7 separate regions of the Mus musculus genome follow, and regions 1, 2, 3, 4, 6 and 7 are each linked to region 5. A link is a contact called in public Hi-C, HiChIP or PLAC-seq, capture Hi-C and promoter capture Hi-C data. All regions are on one chromosome and are shown on one strand. The core of a region is the stretch at or near the end of the contact, and the rest is flanking DNA. Distances in the headings are between cores, read along the strand shown. Region 1 holds the start of Rnf169 (ring finger protein 169). Region 2 holds the start of Tsku (tsukushi, small leucine rich proteoglycan). Region 3 overlaps Gucy2d (guanylate cyclase 2d). Region 4 has its middle 20 kb from the start of Tsku. Region 5 holds the start of Uvrag (UV radiation resistance associated gene). Region 6 holds the start of Capn5 (calpain 5). Region 7 holds the start of Acer3 (alkaline ceramidase 3).

Region 1 (2,700 bases), core at 63-2,562, 840 kb after region 5:
ATTTTCTATCTCAGACTTCAGCACCAACAAGTGATGGGCTGCCGACGGTGAGAAAGGCAAAGGAGTTCAGGCCAAGAGTCCTACAACAGACCTTTAAGTTGCCAGCATCATAGATGAAACTTACATAGAAAGACAGAAAACAGCCCCCAGCCAAACCAATCTTTGTCTCCAAAACTTAAATCCCACCCAGCTTTCTTCATCAAGCACCACTAACGTTTATGATTAGTATTATCACCAAAATAGATGGCATTTATCTCATCCTGTGTGGCAAGCTCTGCGCTAAGCATGCATATATATATATATTTTTTTTTTTTTTTTCCCAAGATAGCATGAGAAAGAACTTCACACGAGAGCTCATCCTCAAAACCCACTCTGCTCTCAAGTCTGCAAAGCTCCCCCTGAGCCTGGGATATCCCACACCTCATTCTCTCCAGCCCTGGAAGACACATCCCTCCTAGACCGCGCGACCCCAAGCCCTCTGCCCAACACTGAAACAAGCGCTGCTGGGATCCTCCAGGGCCCCTCCCCCTCCACGCACCAACTTCAACATGCCCCTAACTTGTTCCAGGAATTGTTTCCTTCCAAACTTCTGACTTACGCAAGGCGCGGGGTCCCCTCACTGCCCCTCCAAATTCAACACGCGTACAGTTCGCTCCAAAGTTCAACCTTCACCAACACATACTGCGCCTGGGCAGAACCCGGTCGCGACCCCAGCAGAACTCTCCACACCCGCGGCAGCAGAGCCCGGGACCCTCCACCCCGCTCACCAGGCCAGACCCGGCGGCTGGGCCTGGCTGAAGCCCACAGGGGCGAGGGGAGGCTCCACCTGGCTCCGCGAGCGGCTCCGGCTCCGGCCTGGGCCCCGAGGCAGCCGCGCCCCCGTCCCGGCGCGGGCGGCAGGGTTCTGGCTGTCCACGACGGGCGCGCTCGCCCATCAGCTCCGCGGCGGCCTGGCCGTCGTCGCGCGCCCGACGGCGGGCCCAGCCCGAACCGCGGGGACGGCAGCGACGGCAGCCCGGGCCCGCCGCGCGCGAGGCGCAGCCTCGGCACCGCGAGTGGCTGCACGGCAGGGCCGCCACTTCCCCCGGGGTCTCCAGGCACCCGGTGCAGCCCGACTCCTCCGGCCGTGGCGCTGACCGCAACACTAACAACGCGGGGCTGGAGGCCGGGCCCGGAGCCCCGGCTTTCGCTGCCGCCATCTCGTCACAGCGGCCCCTCCGGCCCCGCCGACTCAGAGCTGCCGCGGCCGCAGCGGAAGAAGCCCGAGTGCTCGGACCTGCCGCCGCCATCTTGTTTCCCGTTTGAAGGGAGAGTCGGTTGCGGTGGGAGAGGAGTAGAGGGCGGGGCAGTGCGCGGCGGACAGCTATCTGCATATTCATGAGGGGGCGGGAACCTAGTCCGCCTGGGGATATTTCTCCTAGGGCCTTTCGCTTAGCAGGAGGAGACTGCTTATTAATATTTAATGATTATTCTTTATATATCTGGTCTTTCAGCCCGCCCTCCTGTTTTTGTAGTTTCTAGCACTGAATCTTGAGAGACTGAAAGAATTTATTTGGAATTTTTGAGCGACCCTGAACTTTATAAAATGAACTATAAATATGAGCTATCCAGAAACTTGTCGAAGTACTTCATTTGGTAAGGGCTTTCTCCTCGGGGCCATAGCAGCTTGTTGTGATTAGCATGAGGCCTATCATGACCAAAAGTCTTGAGTGATTGTTGAAATAACAACCTGACCAGCCCTCATTTCAGCCCCTCTCTCTCCACATCCCTTTATGAAGTCCCCTCCCTTGGCTGGGGCAAAAAAAAAAAGCATACTTTATTACACAAACCCTGCTCCTCAGATTACTTCTGTGTTTGATACTTAAATGTAGATACTCTTGTGTAAGCTTGTGCCTTTTCTTTTCTCAGTCTATATGACTCCCTGGTCTCCTCTTTTCTTCCCCATGAAAGCCCACACTAATATCTGCAGTTCAGAGTTATTGAATTTATCATTATGGATATCTGCATGCTCCGTGCACAAACCTAATGTCTCCATCCTTTCAAAACAGCCCTTATTTCCCACATTCTATTCACAGAACCATCTCAAGGGTCCTCACGCTCCCAGCCCAGGCATCTTTAACTTATAGTCTTGTCATTTTCTGGCCAAAATGGCTCTATTTCCAGCCTGTTCCCACCCACTTCTTCATTCCATAAGCCCACTGCATGATTTCTTTCTCCTCATCTCTTCACCTAGCTGGCAGCTGTGACTTCTGCAAACTGACCTGCCATCACACAACCCCTCTTCCTATAAGCTTTGTCCCATGGATCTTAGAGTTCATTCCTACCGGCCAGCTCTGACCACATCATTCCTGTTTAAGCCAGGGAGAGGTGTTGAGACTTTGCTGTGATTTTCCTTTCTGGATACAGAGGATTTAGGAAAAAGAATGGCTCCCCCTGATGGAAAGATGACTGTACTACAACAAGTCTCGGGGTGTTGCCTATTTATTTATTTATTTGTTTGTTTGTTTGTTTATTATTTTTACCTTAAGGTGCATTTGGACCAAGATGTTATCTTTATGGAAAATCACAGGCTTTGTAAAGACATTATTTTTAAGCAACTGTATGTAGAAGAAAGCATCTAGAAGCTCCAGGTTGTCATGAGAGTGTCCACAGTTGGTGGTAACCGATTCAAAGCAGAGTGATTAATCCAAGTTGGGGTGG
Region 2 (2,700 bases), core at 158-2,657, 780 kb before region 5:
AAAAAAGTGTTTGACTTATCTTTGCCACCCAGGATCAAAAGCTCGGACAGGATGGAGCCCCTCCCACTCTGAGGGCTTTGCAAGTCTAGACTTATCCGAAAGGCTAGCATGGAGCAAGAAAGGATCAAAGTTTGAGTCACCTCTGAGCCTGGCCAAGTGTGGGCGGGAGCCGCTTTCAGCTAAGCTCGCCACGCTGGTTACCACCACGGTGCGCTCCGCTCCCACGGCATAGAGTTCTTCTCACTTCATCCACATCAGTGACCGAATCTCAACGGGCTCTGCAACACGCCCGTGCCCTACGTGAGCCATTGGCCATCCCTTGGGAAACTAGTGTGTGGAAAGCCCCTTTTCATCACAGCCCAATCAGGGCTAGGGGCCGCGAGCAGGCCGGATGCAGACAAACCGTGGCTTTTCTCACCTACTGGATTGGAAGGTTCGTCCCCTCACTCTGGGGTCGGGTTAAAGCAGAGCCGGAACTCAAAGCCAATCAAGTCTCTCCACCAAACAGACTGATCTCAGTCCGCACTCACTCTGTCCCCGGAGCGCAGAGCAGACTACTGCCAGCAGTACGCTATTCCCGGGTCTCTGGCCTCAGGCCGGAGCCCAGACCAGCGGTGTCCCCTCCCTCCTCCCACTGGGGTCCAGTGAGGGTGTCCCGCACGCTCCGCCCAGTCCTGGCCCGGGCCAGTCGCCAGGCACTGCAGATCACCCCCAACCCACCAAATCCATCTCATCCCCTCCCGGCTCAAAGGACCTCCGGAGGTGAGACAGAGAAGGGCTGCCAACAGGCGTTGCCGGAGGAACCCAGAGAAAAGTTTGAAGCCAAGTAGGGGGAAAACGATGGACAGAAAGGGAGCAGAGAGTCGGGGCAGCTTCAGGGCTCTCAGTGCGCACATACCCCACAGATACTCAACTCAGACACGTCGACAAGCATAGACCACGTATGCGGACACTAGGAGCGCCCACCGGTCCCCACAACCAAACGCAAGGCTGCAAAACGGGGACACTGGAGCGAGATAGCCATGCAAAGCCACGCACACACAAAGGCAAGGCAGATGCTGGCTTCCGAACCCAAATCCACAAAAGACCCAGTACCGTGAGATGCACGTGTTCTTACAAAGACCCTGGAGGCGCCGGCCCACGCCCACGACCCCCAGGCAGAGCCTTTGTCTCCTGAAAGCCCTCACCCTTGCTCCCCCGACTCTATGGCTCGGTGTCCCGGAAAAGTTGAGGGGCCTTGGCAGGACCCGGACCCGCCCCTCGCGCTGGCCTGCTCACGGGATGGGGCGGTGAGGTTGGAGTCCCGGGCTCCAAACCTCCAAATGCGCGCCGATCTCGCTGCGCCTCCCGACAGCACCCACCTGGCAGGTCTGCAGTTGTCGCCTCGGCACGCTCACCTAGGCGACCCGGCGTTGGCCCATGGGCCGGCGCTTTTCTCCGCGCCGCTCGTCCCGCCCCACGTCCCCGCCCGCCGCCGGGCTCCCCTTGCTCGGCACCCAGTGGCTGCACCGGCAACAGGCCAGGAAGCTCAGGGAGCGTCGTTAAAGTGCAAGTCTAGGGGGGCGTTTTAGCAGCCCTGCCCCCGCCGGCCGAGCACGGGTTCCACCCTAGGGAGCGTCTAAAAAGTGCGCGGTTCCCTCCTACTCCACAAGGCCTCTCCCAGCTTCCTGCAACCCGGATCCCTGCCCCCTCTGCCTTCCTTCAGTTGCGCGTCCCAGTAATCTCAGCAGATGGCCGCTGGGTCGGGAACATCTGGAGGTCGCCAGTGTGTGTGTGTGTGTGTGTGTGTGTGTGTGTGTGTGTGTGTAGGAAAGCAGAATTAGTTGGCAAGAATGGGTGGGTGAGGGTTTTTCTCTCAAATTCTCCCCTACCCCACTTAAAAAAAAAGTTTTAAAAAAGGTCCAGAGTCACTAATGGGTGTGTTTGAGAAAAGAGACAAGGCAGAACAGAAGAGAGAGAGAGCAAAAGCAGGAAAGCTGGCAGACACCAAGTGAGGGAGAAAGCAACAGACTTAACAGACATATTTTTTTTCCTGGAGGGAAAGTCAACTTCTGGCTGGATTTCCAAGAAGGGAAACTGCTCTGTAGTAGCGGCTTAAGTCTTCCATCCTCTTCTGCCGAAATTATTTGCATATATATATATATATATATATATATATATGCAAATATATATGATATATGACATGTGTGTGTTTGAAAAAAAATACATGAGTGAAGAGAGAAATTGCCTGCTGCAGGTACTTCTATCCACATACCCAGACAGTGCCTATCTCCAGAGGGAAGTAAAGGGTTAGAGGGAAGTGTGGTATTGTCTCTGGACCTCCCAGGAACTTGCCACCTTGGAAAGGGCCCCTGGGTGGGGAACTCCAGCCATGTTTCCCTGCCGTGGCCCAGGCTTGTTGCACACAGTCTTTTCATTTCTTTCTTCCTTATTATTTAAAAACAGAAATCTTTGCTTGGGCTTGTGCGTGTCTGCCCGAGGAAAAGGAAGTTCCCAGTCAGCAAAGTCAAGTTCACACTCAGAAGAAAGTGGTTGTTCAGACCCTTCCCTTCCCTCCACCATGTGGCCCTGGGGACTCACCTGGGCTGAACCCTGCTATTAATGAGGAGAGGGGACAATGGTCCCTGTCTCCTAGGAGGGGGAGGCAGGATAACTGTCAGTGTGAAAGCCTAGCTCTGGAGAAAGAATGTTTCAAAAAGC
Region 3 (2,825 bases), core at 206-2,705, 670 kb before region 5:
AAGGAGTGGCTTTAATTCTGAGAAAGTTAGGACAGGTGCATCCAGTGTGGCTGACACACTAGCCAAACAGGGACATCCTCCCTATCACATCCCCAACCTCCAAGCTGGAAAAAAACAGGGTCCTCATATGGCCCCTCTCACTTCTCAGGTCTGTCGCCCATGCTCTAAAGATGGGGACAACAGTGGAGCCCGAGTACTTCGACCAGGTCACCATCTATTTCAGTGACATCGTGGGCTTCACCACCATCTCAGCCTTGAGTGAGCCCATTGAGGTGGTGGGCTTCCTCAATGATCTCTACACGCTGTTTGATGCTGTTCTCGACAGCCATGATGTGTATAAGGTGAGGACAACAGGTGACCTTCTTCTCTCTGTAGCCAGCACCACTAATTTGTGTCTATCCACTCACTGTGCGCTTGTATCAATTAACCCTGCTGTGTAATGAATAATCTCAAAGTCCAGTAGCATACAAAGAAACCATTTGTGACTCACAAGGCATCTCCAGCCAGATGTGGGCCAGGTGGGCAGCTTGCTGATCTTAGTTTGGTTTTCTGCATCTCTGGAACCTTGACTGGAGGGACTGGGCTCTGGCCCAGAGTCTCTCTGAGATGGTTCACATGTATAGCTGGGTTCTGAGAGAGGGCAGAGGCATGTTAGCCCTTGAGCTCTCGCCTGGGGTTGGCACACTGCTTTTCCTGACAAATTCTGTTGGCTGAGGGAGACAACTTGAAGAGGTGGAAGACGCAGTACCAGCTGTGGATGGGCGTTGTAGCCACATTGCAGGGGATGTGAATCCAAGGAGGGATGGAGTGTGACATTTAAGTTGATTTCTTCCGGAAAGAGTCAGGAGATGGAGCAGGCAAGCTGCTTACACTGTTTGTAGTGCCCCAGCACTTACTGAGCACCTACTGTATACAAGATGCCAGGTTAAGGGCTTTGTGTGCATGAGGACTTAGGAGGAAAGGGCTAGCACCCCTCACTTACAGATGAGATGGTGGGGTGAAGTGACTCGGGTGAACCTGAGGGCTGAACTTGCTGTTGAGTCCTCAGCCCCTTGTAGGAAGTTTACCCTCTTTGCGACATAGATTCTCTTGGGATAATGTCACAGTGGCCCACAAGCCCTCTGGAGTTGACCCAGCTCTTCTCTGAGTGCATTTGTGGCTGTTCCACCTCTGTGGACCACCACATTTTTCTGAGTGTTCGAGGCTCACACCACCAGACCTTCTCATATAACCCTTCCTCTTCCTGATTCACCCACCTTTTTCCTCTCTCCCTGCTCCCTGCTAGCCATCTTTCCAGTCTCCCATTCACTCCCTTGCATAGGTAGCTGCTCTCATTGGCACTTGTAAAACTCCCCTTGGCAGAATTTGTTGATTCAGTCCAGAGGCCCAGAGAGGAAGGAAGCCTGCCTGGGTCTACACAGACAACAGCAGAGCCACGAGGAACCCCAAGTGTTCACAGGCTACCACAAGCACTCTCTCCTGCAGACAGTATGGTGGTGACCACCTTTGCCACTGCCACTTGAGACCCCAGCCTCTCTTCTGCTCCCCCTGGGGACTCCATGGCTCCTAAGATGTCTGGAAGGCCAATGGGCACACCCCGGCCTCCTGTGTGTCCCACAGGTCTCCCTGCGCCTCCATGCTTTGATCTGCCCCAAGTTACCCCTGGCCTGTCTCTCCTACCTCTGCCAATCTTTTCTCACACATGTGGCCCTCACAGCTCTGAATCACGGCTCAGCTCTGCTCTGAACTCCAGCCAAGAGGCCTGCATCTTCCCAGCAGAGGGAAATGAAATCAAACAAGGCCCGCACACCCCTCCAGATGTGGGGAACAGCAGGCCCAGCCTCTGTGATGTGTAGTGCATCTCTCATCACTCCCCCCATCTGCCTTGGTCCCCCCGCCCATCAACAGCAGGATCTAGTTACCACTTTGAATCTTTTCTGGGCTGAGAAGCAACCATATAACCACTTCCTGCAAGGGTGGCAGTATGGGTAGGGGTGAGGGAGAGAATGGAGGATAAGGATGGGGGTTGGTAATGGGGTTGGGTGGAAGGACCACCCCAGCATCAGCATTGCTGGGTGAGCACTTCTCTGTACATAGCAAAGAATTTGAGTGCTGGGACAAGGCTTGGGACAGGAGAAAGGGGACAAGGAGAGGTGTGGTTTCCCAGCTCAACCTGCTGTGTGAGATGTGAGGCCTTAGCCATCTAAGCCATCAAACAACCCCAAAGCTTGTCCACCCTCTGAGCCCAAAGTTCCCCTTAGTGAAGCACGGGGTTGAAATACCAGTGGCTCAGCTCTGCTCTGCAGATTAGAAGAGACAGGGCAGTCACCGACAGAAGGCTAGCAGCGACTGACCTCAGCTCTTCCTCATTCTCAGGCCTCACCCTGACGGAGAGCTTGGCCTCGAGGTCTTCACAGCATGCCATCTTTGGCACTATGTGTGCCCTTGGTGGGATGATTTAGCCCTCCATACACATGAAGCTCAGAGAGGGCAAGAGTCCCTCATGGAGGCTGCACAGCAAGTAGGTAGCACAGTCAGAGTCTACAAGCATGCTCAGTGGGAGGCAGCCATTCGTCTTGCTTCTCCTCTGTGGTAGCCTCCTCTTTGAAGGAAGCACATACACTTCAGGCAGCCATGGCCTCCCTTGCAAGTGGCTGCTTGTTTCCAGGCAGCTCTGGGCATGCCACCTCTGTGAGGGCCAGTGTGGCTGACCCTGCAGTGCTGGGCTGGGGGCAGGGCTGGTAAGAGCCAAGGTACATGACTTGGGGTGTGTGGGGCATTGCGGTGTCTCGAGAAACAAACAACTCTGCAGTAGAGGGGTGTGG
Region 4 (2,992 bases), core at 223-2,722, 800 kb before region 5:
TTCCTTGCTCAGTTTCTTCCCGAATTTTGGAGATGTGGTGTTTGTTTCATTAGTGCCCCTAATTGTCAACACCCAACCCTAGTGAGTCAGGATAGGGAATGGCTGTGTGTGTAGGGGACACAGGGGACAGACAGTCAAAAGAACTTAAGTGCCAGGGTCTCACCAATGCTCCTTATGGAGATGCTCCCAGAGTTGAAGGAGCAGTAGAGCCTATGCTGAGGGCAGTACCTGGTTACCTTGGTAACGCTTTGCAAAGGGTCTCTGGGTTTGATGTTAAGCTTGTATCAGTGCCTGGGCAGCTTACTCTCTGGTTTCCATCCTTTGCTTTGAGTCAAGTCTTTAAACAACCCTCTACGGGTGGCAGACAGCAATGCTCTTTAAGCCCAGATTTTATCACTAATCAGTTATGGGACCTGGCCAAACTGTTTTCTCCCTCTGCTCCGTTTCTTATCTCTCTGATAAAGCAAGAAGGAAGCCATCGCAGGGCTGGATTCATCAGACTCCTTTTTGTTGATAGGGATTTTGTTGTTTGTTCCTTCGCTTGCTTTTTGCTCTTTGTTTTGTTTTGTTTTGTTTTGTTTTGTTTTGTTTTGTTTTTTAACTCCAGAAACAGTTCAAACCCTTTACATTCATTCTCATTGACATCTTTACCACCGAGCTGCCATCGTCACAGTTGATGGTAATGACTTCCTCTCTGGCAGCTCTGGCCAGTTCTGTACTCACACAGCAGTGATCTTTGTGTGTCCAGGCCATCCTTCAGATGGCTGAGCTGCTGCCTCTGCAGTGGGGGTGGGGTGGGATGCACACCCCCACAGTGTAGCCTCCCGGGCAGCCGAGGCCTCTGTCCTTGCCCTGTTGGCTTTACACTGCACACCTGCCCACTGTCCCTTTCTCACGGGCGAGGCATCTGAGTTTCCCCTGGGAAGTGTCCCTGCAGGCCTCGCTTGGCCTCCATTCAGACCTCAGCTCAGAGGTAAGAGCGCGGAGACCCGATTCTCTCCTATGAACACTGATCTATTGCTTCTGTACCTTGTGGCAGTATGTAGTGTGGTCTTGTTTAACATGTCCAGTGTGTGTGGGCTGTCCCTTCCCAACTAGGTGCCAACATCTCGAACATCAGAGACTTTAGTCGCTGATCTTTCCTCAGTACCTATCCCTGGGTTTGGACATAGGAAACTCTAAAACAAAATAACAGAACAAAACAAAAACCCTATTTATTAGGGAACCTGGATTAATATTTTTCAATTCTATGAAACAGAGAGCAGGAAAGTTCTTGTAGCAGAGGGGACTATGTGAAGAGAATGGAGTTCCTGGTAACCGTGAAAAATTCTGGTCATCAGATACGTGCTTCTGAATTTGCCCTCTGCTCCGGACCTGTAGCATCCTCCAACTCACTTGTTGCTTCTGTCAGTAGGAGTCCAGGAAGGAAGCAGGAAATAGAAGCCCAGGAGCTTCCACCAGAGTAGGAATCCCAGCGCCACCTGCCGGGCATTAACTCCATGACAAGCTTAGCCGGAAGCTCTTAGTTCCGCCCCGTCAGACCCTCGGAACTGAAGTCCGGGGCCTGACTACGCAGTCACTTTGCTTTCTTGTGTTGCTGGCCTGGGGCTCCTTCATGGGAGGCTATGGGTCAGGGCTGAGTTTAGCCTATCCCGGGGTGCCCCAAGACGATGTGTAGGGTCTCTGCTAGATGCAAGGCTTTGGAGGCAGATAGGGGAGGCGTCCAAACCCACGGAGAACTGAGCTGAGCCCCCTTTCCCGCCTCCTCACAACCCACCCCTCCTTCTTCCTTAATCCACTTGTCACTCTTAGAATTCTGTCGCCTTTGACTTCGAGTTTTATTTTTCTTGTCATCTCTCACAGGTCCACTAGAGAAAGTGGTTACCCCTCGTGAATTAGCCTCCTGCCGGTCCTTTGGGCCAGCCTGTCAGCTACAACATCATCTTAGCCCCCTCTATCTCTCCTCTCCTCTCCTCTCCTCTCCTCTCCTCTCCTCTCCTCTCCTCTCCTCTCCTCTCCTCTCCTCTCCTCTCCTCTCCTCTCCTCCCTGACACCCCCCTCTCCTCTCTTCTCTTCTCTCATCTTTTTTTCTTTTCTTTTCTTTTCTTTTCTTTCCCTTCCCTTTCCTTTTTCTTTTCTTTTCTTTTCTTTTCTTTTCTTTTCTTTTCTTTTCTTTTCTTTTCTTTTCCATGTCAACACAAATCGTTCTAAGAGGAGAGAAAAGAGGGCAGTTTGGAGGGGGGCTTGTGACATACATCCCTGCCCTGCTTTCAAATGTGTAAGATCCTTTTGTAAACTCCAGTATCAGCTATGCAGTAGAATCCATCTGGATCTGCTTGTTCTAAGACCTGAACCACACCCACCACACCCACCCATGTGAAAGTTTAAAGATTATGTAATCCTAAAGCTAAACTGTGAGACACTTGGGAAAATAAGATGGTTTCCGGGTCTTTCTAGTACTCTGGGATTATCCTTTGCACTTCAGCTGCTCACACCCCCAAGCTGGGGCATAGACCTCCCAGAAGGAGCAAACGTGGGCCTGAGCTCCTCGCTTGGCTAACACGATTGAAATCATGCAGGGGAGGAAGATGTTTCCTGCAGCTTGAGGGAGAGACCCCTCTGAGCCCATGGGGCCATGGATGGGGGCACTTGGGGCACTCTCATCATCAGTAAGAAGGGAGAGCAGAGTGGGCGTAGGTCAAGGGGCTAGAAAACCATAGGGGAAGTTCACTGGGGTCAACTGTCCTAGCCCACCTCCAGACGGTGGGGCACACTTGCTGCCTGAGGCTCTGGCATCTGTCCTGGAGAAAGGGAGAGAAGGAGGGCAGGGCAGGGCCTCCACACCAGAAACAGCAAAATCTGGTTTCTTTCATTTATTTGTACTCATCTTTGTAGGTGTCCATGCTTTGTAGATTTATTCATTTTATGTGTATTTTGCCTACATGAATGTGTCTGTACCACATGCATGTTTGGTGACCACTAAAGTCAGAAG
Region 5 (3,010 bases), core at 394-2,893:
CAACCCGCCATGCTCTCACAGCTTCCCTAAACTATGCCCATCTAGATGCCCAATTTCTCCAGGCGGCTCCTAACAGTGCTCACTATTGCTTCTCCCAGCAGGCCCTCACACTCCACCTCCCACACAGGCAAAAATTCACATTAATGCCCAATCCACAGACTACTCTCCCAGCCACCCTCTCATCCTCTCCCACGACCTGGAAACGCAATACAAGCCTCATTCCTTTCCAACTCCTAATATTCTCCAAACTCCCTCTCCAATGGCACTACAAAACCTGGGCACATGCCTTCTGATTTGCTAAATTCTCTCCTACTACAGAGCCTTGCTTCTGCAGTTAACGTTGCTTCCCTACTCATCCGGCACCTCATCCGGCACCGGGTTGGGGGGGTGGGGTGCAACATTGCTCTTTCCTTTACATTCCGATGCACTCTATGCCTGGCCCTCTCTCCCATAGCCTCTGCGCTCCTAAGTGGCTCCTTCCTGTCTCTTGCAAGGATGGAAAGTTACAGAAAGGGTCTGAGGGAGCTCGTCCTGTGGACCGTGGTGGAGCAGCTGCTCTCAAGTCTAAAGCAAACTATTGCTGCTGAGCACAAGCTGGAGTCAGACTCTGTATTTGGAAATCCATCCCCACCAGAAACACTAACAGAGAGGCAGTGAGCAAGCTTGTTCCTAGAACTGAGAAACCGGGACAATAAAACCAGCTATCTCATGGAGTTGTGACGATTCAATGCTCACTTTGCACAGACCCAGCTCGGTAACCTCTCCATGACTGACAGTTTCTCCAGGTCCTCTTCAATGCTAAGGTTCCTGCAGAGTCTCCCCGAGGGACTGAGGGAGGCCAGTGGAAGATGTACTGATAGGCGGGTGTTGCCAAGAATTTTGTCAGATTCCCAAAGTCAGTGTTCTCTTGTCCTTATTACACACACACACACACACACACACACACACACACACACACACACACACGTGAGATACAAGCTATGAATATTTACTTCAAATCCTCCTTCCAGACACTCACCCGAGGGAGTGGAGTGTGCCATGAGGATCTGAGATTGGAAAGGAAACCCCAACGTCCCAAATACCTTCCTCAGGAGGAGCGGAAGGAAGCACCCGAAACGCTAAGAATAAGTGCAGAAAACCGACTCCTCGATCGGGGAGCGAAAGGGAAAGCGCGGCGGCGGCCAGCGGGGCAGGGCTCCCCGGCGCCTTCTTGGAGGGATGCGGGGGTCTGAGCGCGGGAACGGCCGGGGAGGGGGCTCCTCCTCCTGTCAGCCCTCCTCAGCCCTGCGAGCCCCGCCAACCTTCTCCGCCCCCCGGCTCGCGGCCGGCTCACCTGCTGAGACGGCAGCTCCACATGCAGGGCCCGCGCGGGGGCACCGGACGTCAGCGCGGCGGACGGGCCCGGGGGTGGCAGGGGCACCGGGCCCCCGAGCGAGGCGCAGGAGCTCATCTGGACCCCTGAGCCGCCGAGCGGCCAGGTGGGCAGTCCTCCCGCATCGGCCGCTGCCTCCCGAGCTGTGATTCGCAGAGCCCCTACAGCCTAGAAACCGGGCACCGAGAGCCCCAGCAGCTCTGCGCCCGCGCTGGCCACCGCCGCTGGCTAAGGAAGAGCCATATTACCGCAGTGCAACCCCTCCACCCGGCCCAGAGCTGGCGTGCTCATTGGTTCCGTTTCTGAGAGGGCGGGACCCGGTGGCGGCCAAGGGACGTGCTATTGGCCAGTGGGCCCGTCCGTCGTCGGCCGCAATGGCTAGGGGCGGAGGGACTCTAGGATGGCCTCAATTGCGTCTGTCAAACCCGGGCTAAACCTGGGGCGTAACTTCTCTTTGCCTCAGCCTAATTGGCCCTTTCCCTATTGAGGGGTGTGGTCTCCTAGGGAAGCCTCGTGGGCTATTGCTCTAGAGCGCTGTCAGTTGTCAGTGAAACAGGGACGGCTTCTTGATTAGGTAGAGCGCGCGCCTGGTATGTCGTGTCACGTGCAGAAGTCTGGAGAGTCACCTGATTAGTGAGAGTCAGTCCTCTAAGCCACTTCCGCCCTAACCTAGTTGCTATGGTAACAGAGCCTCCAGTGGAGGGCGGGGACCCGCTTGGCACCAGCTGAGTCGGGATGGATGGATGGTCTGACTTCCCGAAGTGTTCTCATCCACGTACAAAAAAAAAAAAAAAAAGCCACGCTTTATGACTGAGAGGGGGAGCCGCCACCGAGCCGCGATCACTGAGACCAAAGATCCATCGGGCAGTCCACCAGCTCTTCAGTGATCCACTCAGACCTGCAAGTCCACGCCCCTTCTAGCTTCTATAACTAGTAAGCTTAGCCACAAAGTGTGCCAGCCAGCCAAGAGACTGTCTCACCTCTGCTGGTGGGATGCTTATGCTCTGCCTAGAAAGCCTTTACTGCTTGTGACTAACGCTTGCTTAGCCATCGTATTTCAGCTGGGGCAGGAGTCCTTCCAAAAGACTTCTCTGAAACTCCGAATTAGGAAACTTGCCTTTACCACAGACCTGCTTATTCTATTGTGTTGTCTTTGTTTGTTTACTTGCTTTGCGCGGGGGCGGGGCGGGGGGAGGGGCGAGATTTGGCTGACCTGCCACTCACCATGTAGCTCAATCTACCTCAGCTCCCCAGGTGCTGGGACTACAGGAGTGTGCCACCACAGCAGCCTCCACTTTGTCTTTTAATAGTCATTTAACACACACAGCCTCCCCGAATTCAAACACTCATATGTGAATTCCTCAACCAAAAGACCTTGTCTGATTCGTCCCTGGATCCGCATTGCTTGCAGATAATAGAGAAATGAATATGAAGGTACAGCTCAAATGCCCTCCCTTCCCTGAAGACTTCTTTGACCATAATAGCAGCTACAGCCATTGCTTCTATAAGTAGCACTGAGTCATTTTGCAGAATATTGATTCCCCCGTCCCCATAGAGTGTGAATTTCTCCACCACCTGGACTGTTATAGCTGAAAGAACACAGTGTTCAGAGAGGCAGACACAACAGGAAGCAGGCAG
Region 6 (3,026 bases), core at 276-2,775, 960 kb before region 5:
TCCTTTCTTCACCTTGTTGGACTTTTCCTAGTCCTTGTTCAGATGAACTCTCATCAGCTCCCAGGCAAGGATGGCCCCTCTGACTTGTGCTTGACTCTGCCTTCTCACCACGCCAGTCAGGAGCTCATCTGTTGGCCCTCCATCCTCTCAGTGGGAAGAGAAGCCTCTTAGGTTAGGCTCCACCCAGGCTTCAGCTCTGACCCAGCCTAGGGCAGTAGCAGCAGCTGGGCCCACCACACCCGACCCCCCCTGGTCTTCTTCACCTCCACCCAAAACACTAAGCCTGCAGCAAGGACCAGCAAGGATCCAGGGAGGCCTCAACCTCCCTTGCACAGCAGAGCTTCCCAGGAAGATCTCCCTGAACACTTAGCTGCCCTGGGCATTGGCTGAGTGTTCCACCCTCTGGCACAGAGGAGATCAAGGCTTGTGTCTTGGGATCCTGGGTGCCAGTTCTGGCTGGGTCACCTTAGAGAGAGGCTGCCTTCCCTTCTGCTGCTGGGGCTCATCTGTGTGAAGTCTGGGGCTGACTCTCACCACAGGAAAGACTGCCAGGGCAAATGAGCACCTGTTATTGCTCTTCAGCCCCACTCCACCCCTGGGCCCCCTTAGGGGGACCTTTCCTACACTCCCCACCCCCAATCCTGACAGCTGGAGATAGGATCAATCCTGAATTGTCTCCGAAAAAAGCCAGTTTCTGCCAGACCCGCCTTGCTCCCAGTGCCACACACCCAGCCCTGAAGGTAAGGAAGAGCCCCCCCCCCCACCCCCATTCAACTAGGGGATTGTGGCCAAGAAGGGGTGAAGGGTCATCTACCTGGGATCTTTGGTCTCATGGTCTCATGCCTACTCCAAACCATGGGATGTGGACATCTAGAAAGGTTAGAAGGTTTAATGGGTTGAGGAGCACAGGCGTGAGGACAGGAAAGGGGACCTGTAAGGAAGATTAGAGTCTAGCCCACCAGTGATAAGCACACCCCAGCACTTCTGCACTGGGAACGCGGCCTCAGAACACCCAGGTGGAGGTGAGGTTGATTTCTCACCCAGGGCTGCGGGTGGAGGTAGGGATGAGCTCAGGGGCCCCGGGCATATCTTTGGGGGGTGGGGTGGGGGTGGGGCTCCGCCTCCTAGGCCTGCAGGCCAGCGCTCAACTCCCAGCCCTGAATCCGCGGGATGTACAACCCCTGCTCGGATTCGTGCTCCCAAGGCACGCACTGGCCCGCGCTGCACCTGCACACACACCCAAACGCACACTAATGTGCGCTCGCACACGCCTCCCTCCGCGCAGCGCCTCCTACCTGCCGCGTCGCCGCAGCTGGAGCTGGACTCCCGGGATGCAGAGCACAGTGCGGGCACTGGAGCGGAGGCTAGACCAGCCCGCGCCACAGCCTGGGACTCTGCGGGGAGATGATACCCCGGCAGCCCGCAGGCGGGGGTTGGAACTTGGACCCCCGGGCTTCAGTCTGTCCCGCCCCTCCTCTCAGCCTCCTCCCATTGGAGGCCAGAGGCGTGGTCTCCCGGGGTGGGGCGGGGCGGGGAAAGGGAGGTTGTTGCGCATGCGAACTAGAGAGGCTGTGCCTCCCCCCCCCCACCCCCCTCCCTGAGGCCGCCCGATAGTGCTGGCTCGAAACTGAAAGGGTGGCCCTGACCCAACACTCCTTCAAACCCCACTCCAGTGCTGTCCGCGATAGGAGAGCATCCCGGGACGTTGGCTGCCTACCTCGCCATTGGCCTTGGAGGACCTGCGTGCCCCACTAAGTGCTGGCAGAGAATGTTGGCCGACTTGGGGTATGCATCTTAGCCGGGCTCAGACAGGGCCAAGGCAGGGCAGCTGAGAATGGGAAGACCCAATGAGATGAGAACCACTCCCTTTCCATTTGTATCCAAACACCCATTCCCAAGATTTTAGCTGGAGAAGAGGAATGTAGGCCCTGGTGAGGTGTCCAGAGGGCCCCAGTCAGTTAAGGGAAGCTGGCCCTATCCTGTCCAGACCTGTCCTGTCCTGGGCATTTATCTGCTCTGAGTGTAGACTAAAGCAGCAGGGCCCAGATTTTTGACCCTCTCTGACTGCCTTCAGAATGCCCTGGAATACACCAAGCCTTGGTTTCTTACTCTGTGAAGTGGAAACTGCAATCTCCTCAGGCCAGGCGGTTTGGGGGAATCCCAGGGAGATTTATAGATGACCAGGGCTGGCCAACAGTAGGCTGGGTCACTCTAAGGCCACAGAGACAAAGCTTGTCTGACCTGGTCATACTAGTCGCTCACAGGTCAGAAACTCAGGCCCACTCATCCCTCTAGTTTCCTGGTCTCTGTTAATGATTACCTCAACCTCAGTCATCCGGCCCTCTACCTCACCCCTGTCCCTGGCCACCTAAGTGTAGCTCCATCTGGTTACCTGACTGACCAAATAGTTTCCAACCATGTTGCTGTTCCCCCTACCCACCACCACCCACGCACAATGTTCCAAGACTACTAGGTTCCGCTCTCCATTTACCCTAGTCCTGGCCTATGGCCGCCGGCCTAGGGTTTTTACATTCTTTCCATCCCCACAGAAAAGCTCTTCTATTGCCTCCACACAGCCTCAGCGTGTCTCTGTCCAGAAGCCCTTGGTCCACAAAGCAGATCTGGATCAAGGGCTCACTCCACCAGTTACCGAGAAAGTTCTATATCCTTTAATGGTCTCAGTTTCCTTGTCTGTAAAATGGGCTTTCTAGGAGAAGCACATGGTGATTGTGGAGACAAAAAATGTCAAAAAGGTTCAGTCAAAGTCCTCAAGCAAGGTAGCAAGTAGCATTACCTCTGTCAGGGCACCTCTCAAATCTTCCGAGATAGAGCAGGGGTCATGTCTGGGAAAGTGTGTTCTTCAGCCCACAAAGCCATGGTATCCAGAGAATGCTCTGACTCTCTTCTATAGCTCTGAGTATGGAGCCAGGAGAGGGTACTATGTGTTGGTTTCATTCGTGGGCTCTGCCTTGACTCCTTAGCTGTGTGGCCTTGGACATGAGACCTGTACTGCAGAACTCAAAGCA
Region 7 (2,700 bases), core at 69-2,568, 830 kb before region 5:
TAAATCATGGCCTCAAGGGCATGGGACTAACGTCCTGAAAAACTACAAGACTTTCTCATCTGGCCTGAAACTCGTCCTCCAAAAGAACTTAAGTACAGAACGTTAGCTAAGAGTTTTGCCTCACGGCCTAATAAAGTGGATCCATTCAAAAGAAGGCAGTAGCAACCAAAGACTATTCTCTGTTCCTTGCCAGAAACCAAAAAAGGACGTGTTCTCAAAAGCTAACCAAAGCGGATGGAAGAAGTGGCTGATTTCTTTCTTGCCTGGTTGGAATAATTATGTAGAAAACACAAACACACACACACACAAACACACACACCCCGAGAAAACCCTAATCTGGCTAGTAATGCTGGTCTCCAGGAGCAGCAAATCGTGAACTCTAAAAGTGCTTTCATAGAAATAAGTGTCCTCAGATGACCACTAGCCCCTAGAAAGTCTGATAAGCTAGATGCAGTGGGGAAGCAGGGAGAGGTAGTCTCTTGGGAGAGCAGCTGAGGAAAGTAGTGACTAGGTGCTCTGGCTACCACCTCTGGGACAAGAGGAACAGTGATCTCTAGAAGAAGGCAGCGGGTAGGGATGGCAATAGGAGTGAGAATGGGGGTGGAGGCTCCGGCATTGAGAAACGGTAACTGTCTCCTGGAAGTGAGTGGTCTACCGAGAACGGACAGATGAAGGGAAGGCCCCTGAAGAGTATTCCCGGATTGAGGGTGGATGAAGCCAGTGAGCGTCCCCTTCTCTGTGCCCGGCTGGCTGAGGCCGGGTAGCAGCATTCGGGCCCTCCCGGCAGAGACCTCCTCAGCCCCGAGCGACTTCAGGGCGGGCAGTGGCCGGCCTGGCAGCGGCCGCGCTCAGGTAAGAACTCCTATTCCCAGCGGCGCGCCTCACGCTCTCATCCGAGGTCCGGGCGCGGCTCGTACGTCCCTTTCGTCCCCAACCTGAAGGCCCCCAGAAGCCAGTCCAGGCACCACTGGCGGCCACGTCGGCTCCCCGGCTTCCCACGGCCGCGCACGCCTAGCTGCCGCTCGCGGGCCCGGCCTGGAGCCTACCCTCGCCGCCAGGTTCGCCCTCCGCGTTCTCCCACACGTCTCCCCTCGGCGCGCGCCCTCGCCTCAGGCTCCACTCACAGAACTCAGCGACGAACAAGGTCACCACATAGTTCTCCTCACACCAGTCCAATGTGGAGGTCGTGGGGCCCCAATAGCCTTTGCGGTCCACAGCCGGAGCCATCGCGCTGACGCCCCACACACCCTGCTCAGCCGCTCTCGGGCCGGCTCAGGCAAAGCGCGCTCTCCGGCTTCCTCCTCCCTTACCCAAAGGGCAGGGGCGGGGCTAGAGCCGTCACTGAACCTGCCCAGAGGCAGGCCCCGCCCACCGAGCCTCTGGCCCGTCCCGCTCCCTGCCCAGTCCCACCCACCGCTCCCGGGGCAGGCGCAAATGACCCATCCTGATCGTGCGGGGCTGATCTGTAGCTCTTGGACCCTGGGTGGGAATCCGGAGAAGTGGGAGAGGTTGTTATCAGCCAGAGGAGTTAGGGAAAGGGGCGGGGGGAACCCGGCCGACCCCGACGTGAGGGTGAAGTAAGTTGGGAGGCTTCCAGGACCCACTTTTCCGTCAGGATGGGACCAAGCCTCTATTAGTGTGAGGGCAGTCTGTTTTAATTGGGGCAAGAATGAGAAGAAACCTTTCTCTGTCAAGATTAAACTTGCACAATGAGACACCTCAGTGTCTAACTCAGACCACGGACCTCCAACGAGGGAGGAGACTAGTAACAACACCCCCAGGCAGCTCCAGAGATACCCAGGAAGTCATTCTGAGTGAAAGGGACAAGTCAGAATGTACAGAACAAAAACCAGGTATTAGGATCCTTTAAAAGTATACACTGAGGGGCTCCGCTGTTAGGACCGTTGACTGGACTTCCAGAGGTCCTGAGTTCAATTTCCAGCAACCATATGGTGTCTCACAACCATCTGTAATAAGAACCAATGCCCTCTTCTGGTGTGTCTGAAGGCAGCTACAGTGTACCCACATACAACAAATAAATAAATAAATAAATAAATAAGCAAACAAACAAACAAATCTTTTCTTAAAAAAAAAAAAAAACGTGTACACTGAGTAAAGTACTAAAAAGTCTGTGGCTTCCCTTTAGGCCATGCACAGCATTTTCTGCCTCTTTAGTGAGCTTTTCTCCCTTGTCACCTCCACACTGGGCTATTAAAGTCCGTGAGATGGCTCAACGGGTTTGGCTAAAGGCACTTACCATGCAAGCCTGGCAGGCTGAACCTGATCTCAAGAACCCATGTAAAATACAAGGAGAGAACCGACTTCATAAAGTTGCCCCCAGACCTCCGTACAGGCAACATAGCACACGTGTCTACACACACACACACACTGGGGGGGGGGCATAATAATAATAATAATAATAATAATAAGAAGAAGAAGAAGAAGAAGAAGAAGAAGAAGAAGTAAAAACTTAAAAAATAATGGATACATCCTGCTGCCTTTTGTGTTCAGCTCCATCAAACTTTCCCCCTGCTATGAAGATGCCGACTCTCCCACTTTTGTTTAAAATTTTGCTCCTTGAAGACCTCCCTGGCTTTCACACCTGAGAGCCTTTTGTCCTTCCTTCGTATCCCACACTCATGACACCATGAATAGAGACACTTCCCATACTTTGTGAGCCAGCCTGCAAGATTCTGCCTG

What was found. Promoter capture Hi-C pulls out the DNA fragments that hold promoters and counts their contacts. A called contact is a pair of places that touch in the nucleus more often than the background predicts. HiChIP or PLAC-seq counts read pairs in DNA pulled down with a chosen protein or histone mark. Capture Hi-C pulls out chosen DNA fragments and counts their contacts.
Region 1: a promoter capture Hi-C map of liver shows a contact between it and region 5, with 2.1 times the contacts expected there. The contact joins the promoter of Rnf169 here to the promoter of Uvrag in region 5. A contact is called at or near these places in 4 of 39 promoter capture datasets (the C10 cell line, liver and pre-B cells) and 1 of 9 other capture datasets (liver).
Region 2: a contact with region 5 is called in an H3K27ac HiChIP or PLAC-seq map of acute myeloid leukemia, with 4 times the contacts expected there. The contact joins the promoter of Tsku here to the promoter of Uvrag in region 5. A contact is called at or near these places in 2 of 484 Hi-C or Micro-C datasets (both in embryonic stem cells) and 4 of 115 datasets of contacts at active chromatin or transcription factors (acute myeloid leukemia, bone marrow-derived dendritic cells, embryonic limb bud and 1 more).
Region 3: a contact with region 5 is called in a promoter capture Hi-C map of cranial neural crest. The contact joins the enhancer-like site here to the promoter of Uvrag in region 5. A contact is called at or near these places in 8 of 39 promoter capture datasets (the 3T3-L1 cell line, 3T3-L1-derived adipocytes, the HPC-7 cell line and 5 more), 2 of 484 Hi-C or Micro-C datasets (CD4 T cells and the N1E-115 cell line) and 7 of 115 datasets of contacts at active chromatin or transcription factors (craniofacial prominence, embryonic basal ganglia, embryonic forebrain and 4 more).
Region 4: a contact with region 5 is called in a Hi-C map of CD4 T cells, with 4 times the contacts expected there. The contact joins the enhancer-like site here to the promoter of Uvrag in region 5. A contact is called at or near these places in 2 of 39 promoter capture datasets (the C10 cell line and stem cell-derived epiblast-like cells), 2 of 484 Hi-C or Micro-C datasets (CD4 T cells and embryonic stem cells) and 2 of 115 datasets of contacts at active chromatin or transcription factors (embryonic limb bud and embryonic stem cells).
Region 6: a contact with region 5 is called in a capture Hi-C map of embryonic stem cells, with 2.7 times the contacts expected there. The contact joins the promoter of Capn5 here to the promoter of Uvrag in region 5. A contact is called at or near these places in 4 of 39 promoter capture datasets (hematopoietic stem and progenitor cells, hippocampal neurons, liver and 1 more), 4 of 115 datasets of contacts at active chromatin or transcription factors (astrocytes, bone marrow-derived dendritic cells, bone marrow-derived macrophages and 1 more) and 1 of 9 other capture datasets (embryonic stem cells).
Region 7: a contact with region 5 is called in a promoter capture Hi-C map of pre-B cells, with 2.1 times the contacts expected there. The contact joins the promoter of Acer3 here to the promoter of Uvrag in region 5. A contact is called at or near these places in 3 of 39 promoter capture datasets (the C10 cell line, hippocampal neurons and pre-B cells) and 1 of 115 datasets of contacts at active chromatin or transcription factors (pancreatic cancer cells).

What each region holds. Positions count from the first base shown.
Region 1 is chr7:99,979,146-99,981,845 of GRCm38.p6, forward strand. It overlaps Rnf169 (ring finger protein 169), which reads right to left and starts at 1,313. Exons shown (of 6, transcript NM_175388.3): 1 at 827-1,313. The coding sequence starts at 1,289.
Region 2 is chr7:98,359,881-98,362,580 of GRCm38.p6, forward strand. It overlaps Tsku (tsukushi, small leucine rich proteoglycan), which reads right to left and starts at 1,408. Exons shown (of 2, transcript NM_001024619.3): 1 at 1,362-1,408.
Region 3 is chr7:98,467,431-98,470,255 of GRCm38.p6, forward strand. Gucy2d (guanylate cyclase 2d) reads left to right here. Exons shown (of 19, transcript NM_001130693.3): 14 at 149-341. Among named protein-coding and RNA genes, the nearest start is that of Gm38588, 12 kb to the right of the region's middle. Within about 2 kb of position 1,456, at least 40 of the 459 cell types and tissues checked have an H3K27ac peak or open chromatin away from gene starts, as enhancers often do.
Region 4 is chr7:98,340,104-98,343,095 of GRCm38.p6, forward strand. No RefSeq gene overlaps it. Among named protein-coding and RNA genes, the nearest start is that of Tsku, 20 kb to the right of the region's middle. Within about 2 kb of position 1,473, at least 96 of the 459 cell types and tissues checked have an H3K27ac peak or open chromatin away from gene starts, as enhancers often do.
Region 5 is chr7:99,139,501-99,142,510 of GRCm38.p6, forward strand. Uvrag (UV radiation resistance associated gene) reads right to left here and starts at 1,644. Exons shown (of 15, transcript NM_178635.3): 1 at 1,334-1,644. The coding sequence starts at 1,450.
Region 6 is chr7:98,176,749-98,179,774 of GRCm38.p6, forward strand. Capn5 (calpain 5) reads right to left here and starts at 1,526. Exons shown (of 13, transcript NM_007602.4): 1 at 1,296-1,526. It overlaps Gm16938 (predicted gene, 16938), which reads left to right and starts at 446. Exons shown (of 3, transcript NR_045972.1): 1 at 446-740; 2 at 2,577-2,662.
Region 7 is chr7:98,308,224-98,310,923 of GRCm38.p6, forward strand. Acer3 (alkaline ceramidase 3) reads right to left here and starts at 1,319. Exons shown (of 11, transcript NM_025408.3): 1 at 1,125-1,319. The coding sequence starts at 1,227.